Linked DNA regions of Zea mays: regions 2 and 3 are each linked to region 1. A link is a contact called in public Hi-C data. All regions are on one chromosome and are shown on one strand. The core of a region is the stretch at or near the end of the contact, and the rest is flanking DNA. Distances in the headings are between cores, read along the strand shown.

Region 1 (2,998 bases), core at 477-2,976:
CATAGGCCCATCTGAACAGGAGGGTTCTTCGTACCACATAAATCTAGCTCAGAGAGAGAGAGCTAGATAGATGTTCAGAACATATTCGTGTCTGAATTAAAAAAAAAAACAAAAAACCAGTCGCTTTGGATGGACCGGCCGCGAGGGCAGAAGAATCGTCAGAGACAAATTTTAGTTGCTTTTGGCAGCATGTGGCTGGAGAATCAGGGATGGCGGTGGGGTAGCTGCCAAGCAGGGCATCAATAACAGAGCATCACGCACGGTGTTTAGTGTTTACTAGGAGAGCATCGAGCATGTATCCAGGAAAGGGAGACTGTCAAAGATGGCGAGTGATGAGTGGTGGCGTTGCAATCAGTCAGTCGGAATGGGATGTGCCCTTTTGTGGGGGCATTCACGTCGGATCATGTCACTCATCACAGTCTGACTGACTCTGATGACTGTACATGCTCTGAGCTTTTAGCCTGGCTGACAGTGATTATTCACCAATCACCACTGCCTTTACCTTCCTCTCCTGCGCGCGGGACGTCGTCGTCGACCGTCGTTCTACCCTGTCTCAGTCTGGTCTGGCCTTCTTTTGATACTCGATAGCTCTCCTGTCTGACTGCTTCGTTTACAAAAGTAACAGCAGTGAATTGCTTGCGACTACAAGTGCAATGCATGCCTATGTGAGTTATATATACTTCTTAATTTCTGGTACTACTAGTAGAGCATCTTCACAGTACTCTTCATTTTTTTTCTCTTTATTTGACTATCTATTTACTTTTCTATAAAGATTACATTCTATGTGTAACATCTCAATCCAATAGACTATCTATCTAGTTTAGCTAGTCAAGTTTGGCCTGTGAGGGAGAGCCAATTTAAAGAGACAAATAGCTTGATGAGTTATTTAGATGGTTACTTTGTTGTATATATGTAGTTATTTTGCTGTTGATTAGATAAAATTTGGCTTGACGAGCCATTTAACTATTCATATTCTATATATACAGCTGTCATAACGGTTATGTTCTAGATTTTGGTGATTTCAGTACAAGTAATACTCCTATTTAGCAGGCAAAGGGATGAGGATTAATTAACCAGCCTGGGATAGAAAATCGACAGCTATCCATTGCTGCTGGCTAGCTAATGCTGCTCCGGTGCACCCATGCGCCACAAGCTCACACGGCCGTGGGGCCCGGTGCGTGCAGGTGCAGGTGTCGACGAGGACAATGACACGTGGGGCCCGGCCCATCCTCGGTAGGAGCAGAGCGGAGCGAGCGTGCAGGGGAGGAGGGAGGAGATCGAGGATTAGCGCACTGACTCACCGCCGGACGAAGGAGGCGATGAAGGCGTCGGGCTTGCCGGACTTGAAGGCGCGGAGGAAGGCCCACATGCCGCCGACCAAGGGCCACCCCATCTCCCCCGGCGGCAGCCGCGCCCGCCGCGCCGCGCCCAGCGCCGCTTCCCTGTACCACCCGTGCGCCCTCCGCGCCGCGGCGTCCACCACCACCAAAGCCACGGCGCCGACCAGCACCGCCTCAGCCGCCTCCCTGTACCACCAGTGCGCTCTCCTCGCAGCGGCGTCCGCGAGCAGCAACGCCACGGCCCCGAGCAGCACCGCCGCGGCCATCCCCACACCCAGCATCCCGGCCGATCGAGGGGGTATATGGATGGGAATGCCGGAATGGAACGAAGGACGATGCTGTGGTGCGTGCGTTTGCGAGGGCAGGGGAGGGGAGGAGAGGCAACCGCCAGCCGGCAGCTCTGCACGCAACGCCTCCTGTTTATATATAGGCAGAGATGTGTAACGCCACACCCTCTGTCTCTGTCTGTGCTAGAAATCAAACACCATTACGTTCCAAAAATGAAATCAAACACCCACCATGCACGCCTGTATAGAGAAATTCTTCTTGAAAGCAAAAGCTCTTAATTGGTAACGTACGGTTTTTTCTTTTTTGGTCCTCGGAGTTTTATATCATCATCATCATCGATCACCCGGCATATAGGCCGGATGCCTTGTAGTATTATGCAGACGCAAGTAAGTGGCCGGCTTTTGGATTTTAAGCTGTGTGCTACCTGTCGACCTGGCCTGAATGCCTAATAATGATAGGACAAATGACAAGCCCGTAAAATACTATGTACTACTCTCTGGGTTCCAAATCAAATTGAAAGATATATAAATTTATTTGTTACATATCCAGACATATAGATTGCCTCTAAATATATACTAAAAATAATATGTCTAAAATGAGATGGTTTATAATTTGTAATAAAAGGCTACTATATATATACTTAACAACTGTTGCTGGCACGACATTAAGATACCAAAGGTATTATAGAAATTCATAAAGTTGGTCATAATGTTAACATTACTGCAAACATAAAAGTGATGATTTTATAGAGGTTAAGGTGGTCCAAGTATAATACTCTACGTCTTTTTTATGGTGCCCATTTAATATATAATAATTAAGAGTGTAACGACGACGATATTATGATTTCCCTGCTCTGCTCTGGAGTCTGGAGTACAAGAGGAATCATGCGAAGATATGATCTCAATCTCTTTATTATATATGTTTCTGAAAGAAAAAAAAAGAGAGAGAAAATAAAAAAAGTTGCTTGTCGTTTTCCGCGCACTTCGGAGAATCATGCAGCAGTAAAATACGAACGACGGATGGAGGCTTAACGTACAAAAAGTGACGGATGGATTCGGAGGAGGCCAGCTAGCTAGCAGTGCAACTTTTGGCGCGCATCTGCAGCATGGCCGTACCCGTACGTCATCGGTCAATTCATGTACGTACGTAGGAGTACTGCTGGTACTCCACGTGAGACATGGAGGCACAAGTGTACGGCCGGAGTACTGCGTGAGCTAGCGCGTAGCCCGGTGCTGCATGTACGCGCGTGTATGTCGCCACCCACGCACAAGTACTCCGTTGCCACTTCCGGACATGCATGCAATGCATGGGTACATGCATGTCAGAGATGTTCAAGTAACGAGATGCTTGCCCAGTAGCTTTTTTTCTCT
Region 2 (2,851 bases), core at 140-2,639, 130 kb before region 1:
TAGCAATCACTCCATATTTTGATATATCTTTTTTATAAGTTTGAGTTCATGTGACTTATTTTACAAACTTGACCTCACAAACTTTCTCTTATTTAGTCTCTATATGGTGGAATTATGTCATTTTATAATCTCTGTTCATTCAGTCAGTCGTTGTGCTTCTAATCGCTCACTTCATTGGCCGTGTTGTAACAAGACATGTTGGATAGAGTAAATAATAACATCAGTTAGACAAATCAAAAAATATTATACAGAGAGCGGAGACAATTAATAAAAAATCTTAATTTTTTTTGTAGATAGTTTACATGGGTATTGTTATAAGCAGTCACAACGTACGAGCAACCGACTAGTATATATAAATGTTTGGGTTCGGTGCTAGTCAACCATCATATCATCTGCAGGTCACCACCACCACCACTTTGCATTTGCATTGGCAAAATAGAGCAGTTAGCAGATAGCTAGCATCAGGGCCAGCTGGGCCAATGGTGAGCACACAAATCCATTGGCGTGGGCCCCACTTGTTGGAGGGGTAGGTGGTGGGTCCCCTCGATCACGCGGGCATGCATCCCAAATTTCTGTCTCCTCCGGTCGTGTGCGTGTCAAGCATCTCTTAATTATAAGGTGAGATTGGCAACCTAATTAAATTTGCGTTTGCATGCGTGTGACACACACAATAACACGCAAAATAGTTCCTTGTTCTGTGCTCCTTGCTAGCTGGGGGCGATCGACGTACGTACGTGTCATGGTCAGGTCAGGTCGCATGAACAACAACACCTGCCCCCGCTCGTCCCCTCACGGCCTAAACAACAATTAATATGCGCGCTTTTAATACTAATATAAGCTATACGAATTAATTAACATGCATGCATGTCGCCCTCGTAGAGACATATATATTCTATAGTATAGTATGAGAAGTCGTCGTAGGTAGTACTAGTAGAGTATATGCACATGAAATATAAACAAAACCCGTCCAAGAACAGTAGTACGTAGTATCTAGCATATGTACATCGCGTACGGTATGCATGTATACGACGACGTAGCTCGTACGTACGTTCACATCGCTACGCTGCAGCAGCGCGTGCATGCATGAGTACACATGTATTTTATGTACGTGTGTGGAGTCGTAGAGAGAGAGAGAGAGCTAGCTAGCTAGATGGCATCGTCACATCGCAAGGCGGACGACGTCTTGTTGGACTAATGCAAGCTCCTAAGGTCAGCACGGAGAAAGAGAGTCCAGGACCTTGCTTTTGGACGGCCGCCGGCACCACCTATGCACCATGCAGCTTCCTCGCTCACAGCAGCCCGTGCAGGCATGCTTTTGCCGCCATGCACGTCACCTCCGTACCCTAGCTGATAAACCTCTATAAAACCCCCCACTCCCTAGCTGCCATCCACCCAACGAACCCCACCTTCTTCGTTGCCTCTCTTCCTCCCTCTCCTCTCTTCCTTCCTCTCGATCGATCGTCATAGCAATCCAAGCTAGCAAGCCCGTCCGTCGTCTCTCGTCCAAGAAGCATACAACTACTAATGGGGAGGTCACCGTGCTGCGACCAGGACGCGGGCGTCAAGAAAGGCCCGTGGACGCCGGAGGAGGACAAGCTGCTGGTGGACTACATCAACGGCAACGGCCACGGGAGCTGGCGCCGCCTGCCCAAGCACGCCGGCCTCAACCGCTGCGGCAAGAGCTGCCGCCTCCGCTGGACCAACTACCTCCGCCCGGACATCAAGCGCGGCCGCTTCACCGACGACGAGGAGAAGCTCATCATCCACCTCCACTCCCTCCTCGGCAACAAGTGGTCCGCCATCGCCACCAAGCTGCCCGGCCGGACCGACAACGAGATCAAGAACTACTGGAACACGCACCTCCGCAAGAAGCTGCTCGCCATGGGGATCGACCCCGTCACGCACCAGCGCCGCACCGACCTCAACCTCCTCGCGGCCGGCGGCTTCACCAACCTCCTCGCCGCCGCCAACCTCGCGGCCGCCGCCGCTGGTGGCGGCCAAGCAGCTGGACCTGGAGGACCGCTCGCCGCCGCGCATGCTAGCTCCTGCTGGGACATCAACGCTCTCAGGCTCCAGGCCGACGCCGCCAAGTACCAGCTCCTCGAGGGCCTCGTCCGCGTGCTCACCGCCCCCGCCGCGCCCACCGTCGACCTCATGTCCCTCCTCGCCGCCGCCAATAATGGAGGCGCGCCCAGCGGCGGCGGCGGCCACCAGCAGCTGCTCGCCGGAGTGGACCAAAGCACCGCCAGCAGGGTCGTGCAGCAGTACGACGGCATGCTCAGCCTTCCAGCGCTGACCAGCGCCGTGCCGGCGGTGACGCAGGGCATGCCGTCCTCCTCCGCCTACTCCCTCTCTGGGCTCCTCAACGGCTTCTCCGGCGGTGCCGGGACTACGGCCGCTTTCGCCGGGGACGGGCTCAGCTCCACGGAGCTCGGCCACAGCGGGGCCACCACCGGGAGCAACGTGACTGCCGCCGCGATGCCGCCACCTTTGGCAGCGGCGGCCAAGGGGTGCAGTGCAGGCAACGGCGGCGCCACGTCGTCGACCCCATCCCCGTACGAGGAGACGCCGGCGTCGAGCCCGTTCGACGGCCTGGACAGCCTCACGCTGGATTTTGACCCCAACAACGACAGTTGGAGAGAATTGCTAGAGTGAGTATACCACCTATAGCATCGATCTAGCATACCATGCCATGCATGCATCAACTGTAGTGTTTGCTTATGTATATTTTCTAGCTACAAAGCAGTATACATGCATGTAAATTATATACATACTAGCTAGACTAAGATTCAAAAAAAAAAAAAAAACTTTAGCGTACTAAATAGCATGTGTGTAGATACATATCCTGATT
Region 3 (3,043 bases), core at 492-2,991, 150 kb before region 1:
GAGTTTATTTATGAAGGTTCTCCATTAATCATAAAGTTTTAGCAACAAACTACTACAATGAAACCCCCATACCCAATTTCAGTAAACACTCTATGATCAATGTAGTCAGGCATAACTGAGTTTCAAATGAAATTGTTAAGAAAATACCTGGTTGATGAAGAAATTTAAGACCGACAAATTTTTTATTTGAGATTCCCTTCGCAACTGCAAAAGTTCAGTGTACCTAGGAATACATCTACCATCCAGTGCAGCTTATGCAGATGTTGTAGTTTCAACATCAGAAAACCGAACTAACGCAACAAGATAAAAAAGCATAACCTTGAATAAAAGCATGAGCCTAGACAAAGAAAAAAAATAGAGAAATCATGACAGTGTTATCAATAAAATACATTACTGCTATGGATGACAGATGAGACATGTGATAGAATAAGTAAAACCATCACCTGATAACCAGATGCTTTCTCAAATGTAGCAAATGGAGGGAGATGCTTATCAAACCTGAATGTCTCTTACACTGTAAGCTCTCCTCACCCCAAACGCTGCCTCAAAGTCCACCCCTTGGAAGTCTAGAAAGTTTGGCCTGACAGGTCCATTCATCCAATCTGCTGAGTTGAGACATCTATAGAAGCCTGGGCACGATAGGCTGTCGTCACGCTTGGAGCCAAATTGTGGAAAACTCTGCTGCCTCCCCAAAACAATCAATACTTTCTTATGCATTCAAGAAAAATATATTTATTACTCACCATTACTGTCGGTGCCTGGCCCTGGCCCTGGCACGCGCCCTCCTTGGCGTCACGGTTTCCCACCGTGACCCTCCTACATATAGAGGAAGGCCTCGCCCTAAGAGTGGCATCTCGGTGGAGGGCGAGGCGGGCATATGAGAACATGCCCGTCTTCCTCGATCTCGTGCTTCAGACCCGGAAGAGAAGGGGATGCGAATACCTGGTCGGTGCTCTTGCGGGGCGGTTGCAGAGCGAGGAGGGGGGCAGAGATGCGAGCGCGTGCGGCTGCTACGAGCGTGGAACAGACATGGGGATGACGATGGAGGAGCGGAGAGGCGGCGATAGCGGGAGCAGCGCATGGGTTGAGGCTCATGGGAGCATGACGCTAGGGTTTTGCGACGCGACATGCGACGGGGGTGCAGAGGGGTCCTTCCTGAGGTGCGCGCGGCGGAAATGCAGCGATGACGAGGTTCTCTTCGCAGGCGAGCACGTGGTCGAGGCGCGCGCGGGACCAAAGCCAGTCAACGCCGACGGGGCGGGAGCAGGTAGTCCGCGGCGGACGACTCCTTGCCGCGCTTCCCGCCGCCGCAAAAGAAGTAGCCGCGCGTGCGTAGGTGGAAGAGGTCCCTCGGCGGTGATTGGGGGGATATCGCAATGGGGGAACTAGGGTCGCTGGGTAGGTGGGGGCATCGCATCGGCCATACGACATTCTGGGCAGCGATCTCGACGGGATTCTCACGGTGTTACGGAGGTGGTCGGGGGAGAGATAGAACATGGTGCACGTAGAGGTGGTAATGGATCGTGATCCAAATAGTTCTTCACAAAATGTCAAGGCCATAAATAAATTATAGTTCAAAAATGACTAGAAATAAAGCCCGATCCTAACCCGCTTCGATCCTTAAATCTTATAGTGCAAAAATTATAGCCCATTGTCAGCCCTAGGTGCACGGTATGAACACCTACACACCGTGCTTATAGAGTAGTAGAGGTATACCATTCTGCGTCTGATTGTATACTTGGTTCACAAGCAAAAATCGTCCAGTGTTTTTTTTTTCGTTCTTTGCCGTTTCTGCACACAAGTACTAGTCGTCTCCTAGTCCTCTCCTCTGTACTAGTCGTCGAGTCTGCTTCCATTCTGTTCAAGTTAGCGCCGCTAATCCGCTCCCTATTCACCATCCAATCCAATCGGCTTCCCCCAGGCACCCATGGCGACGGCGGTGGAGGTTCCCGTGGAGGCGCCGGTGAGTGCTGCTGCTGCATCATCCCTCCCTCTCTGAACCCTCTTCCGGTGGGCGGTGGCGCGCTGGATCCGGTTCGCCTCATGCCGGTGCGGGGGCGCCGACGCACCCTACCGCCCGTGAGAGTTTTGCCTAGGCTTAACCGCCTCCCGCCCACCCCGAGTGCGTGCCTGGGCCGAGTTCCTTGCTGGCCTGCGGGAGAAGCTTGATGCAGCGAGCAAGCTTCGCTGCCGATCCGGCGGGGCTAGGGTTCGTTTGTATCTGGGCGTAGTTGGATTGCAGCGTAGCTTGCTCGTATAGTCGCATACTCGCATGTATCTGCGAGACCGAGTGGAAACAAAGAGATAGATGAGCACGCACTGCGCGGGAGCATGCCCGCGTCGCGTGCTTCGCAGATCGACATCATCGGGGACTAGTAGCTTAGGCTCCCAACGTTGTGGGTTCGGTCCAGAGGATTTGCTGCAAGTAGTCTTACCAGTATAGGCTAGTTTACATCACTGTTGAATGATTTGTGACATGGTCTAGATCTTGCTGTGACTCTAGCAGTCTAGCAATCACTATAGGGGTGCGCGGTTGTGAATGAGAAGATACTAAGCGCTGTGATACGCCCAGGGGATTGCTGCGAGTAGGATCATACCGTACTAGTTGATACCATACCATACTAGTAACTAGTTGTCTAGTTGATACTTGATACCCACACACGATTTGTTACATGTTTTAGAGTTTGATTTGACTACCAGGTTCTGCAACTGCAAAAGCATTCACGGACTACCAAATGCATATGCCTTTACCACTCCTTCATTGAATCATTGGGACTAATGGTGCCAGACCGCTTGAGAAAATAATCTCTAGCCATGTGGGGATAGCATTCTGAGGAGACAATACCTTTATATGCATGCAAGTTTGAAAGGAATACTTGGATCCTCTATTCCTCTCTGCCGTTTATACAGTTGTCAAAAAAAGTCAATGAGATCTAGCTCATGAGCTTTACAGGCATCCCAATGGTAGTATCTACTAAGCTTGCTTCTACGATAGAGATAATGTTTGTCTTTTTAATGCTTCTCAGCTGATTTTCACAAGCCT

The links. Hi-C and Micro-C count contacts between places; a contact is called where the count stands out from the background.
Region 2: a contact with region 1 is called in a Hi-C map of ear, with 2.7 times the contacts expected there. The contact joins the promoter of LOC103638172 here to the promoter of LOC542580 in region 1. A contact is called at or near these places in 4 of 25 Hi-C or Micro-C datasets (ear, leaf mesophyll, root tip and 1 more) and 1 of 3 datasets of contacts at active chromatin or transcription factors (leaf).
Region 3: a Hi-C map of leaf shows a contact between it and region 1, with 5 times the contacts expected there. The contact joins the promoter of LOC100283415 here to the promoter of LOC542580 in region 1. A contact is called at or near these places in 10 of 25 Hi-C or Micro-C datasets (bundle sheath, ear, endosperm and 3 more) and 1 of 3 datasets of contacts at active chromatin or transcription factors (leaf).

Annotation. Positions count from the first base shown.
Region 1 is chr9:28,780,521-28,783,518 of Zm-B73-REFERENCE-NAM-5.0, forward strand. It overlaps LOC542580 (dwarf plant 3), which reads right to left and starts at 1,727. Exons shown (of 6, transcript NM_001112116.2): 1 at 1,302-1,727. The coding sequence starts at 1,621.
Region 2 is chr9:28,651,343-28,654,193 of Zm-B73-REFERENCE-NAM-5.0, forward strand. It overlaps LOC103638172 (transcription factor MYB2), which reads left to right and starts at 1,390. Exons shown (of 2, transcript XM_008661155.3): 1 at 1,390-2,651. The coding sequence starts at 1,525.
Region 3 is chr9:28,627,278-28,630,320 of Zm-B73-REFERENCE-NAM-5.0, forward strand. LOC100283415 reads left to right here and starts at 1,742. Exons shown (of 5, transcript NM_001156316.2): 1 at 1,742-1,963. The coding sequence starts at 1,928.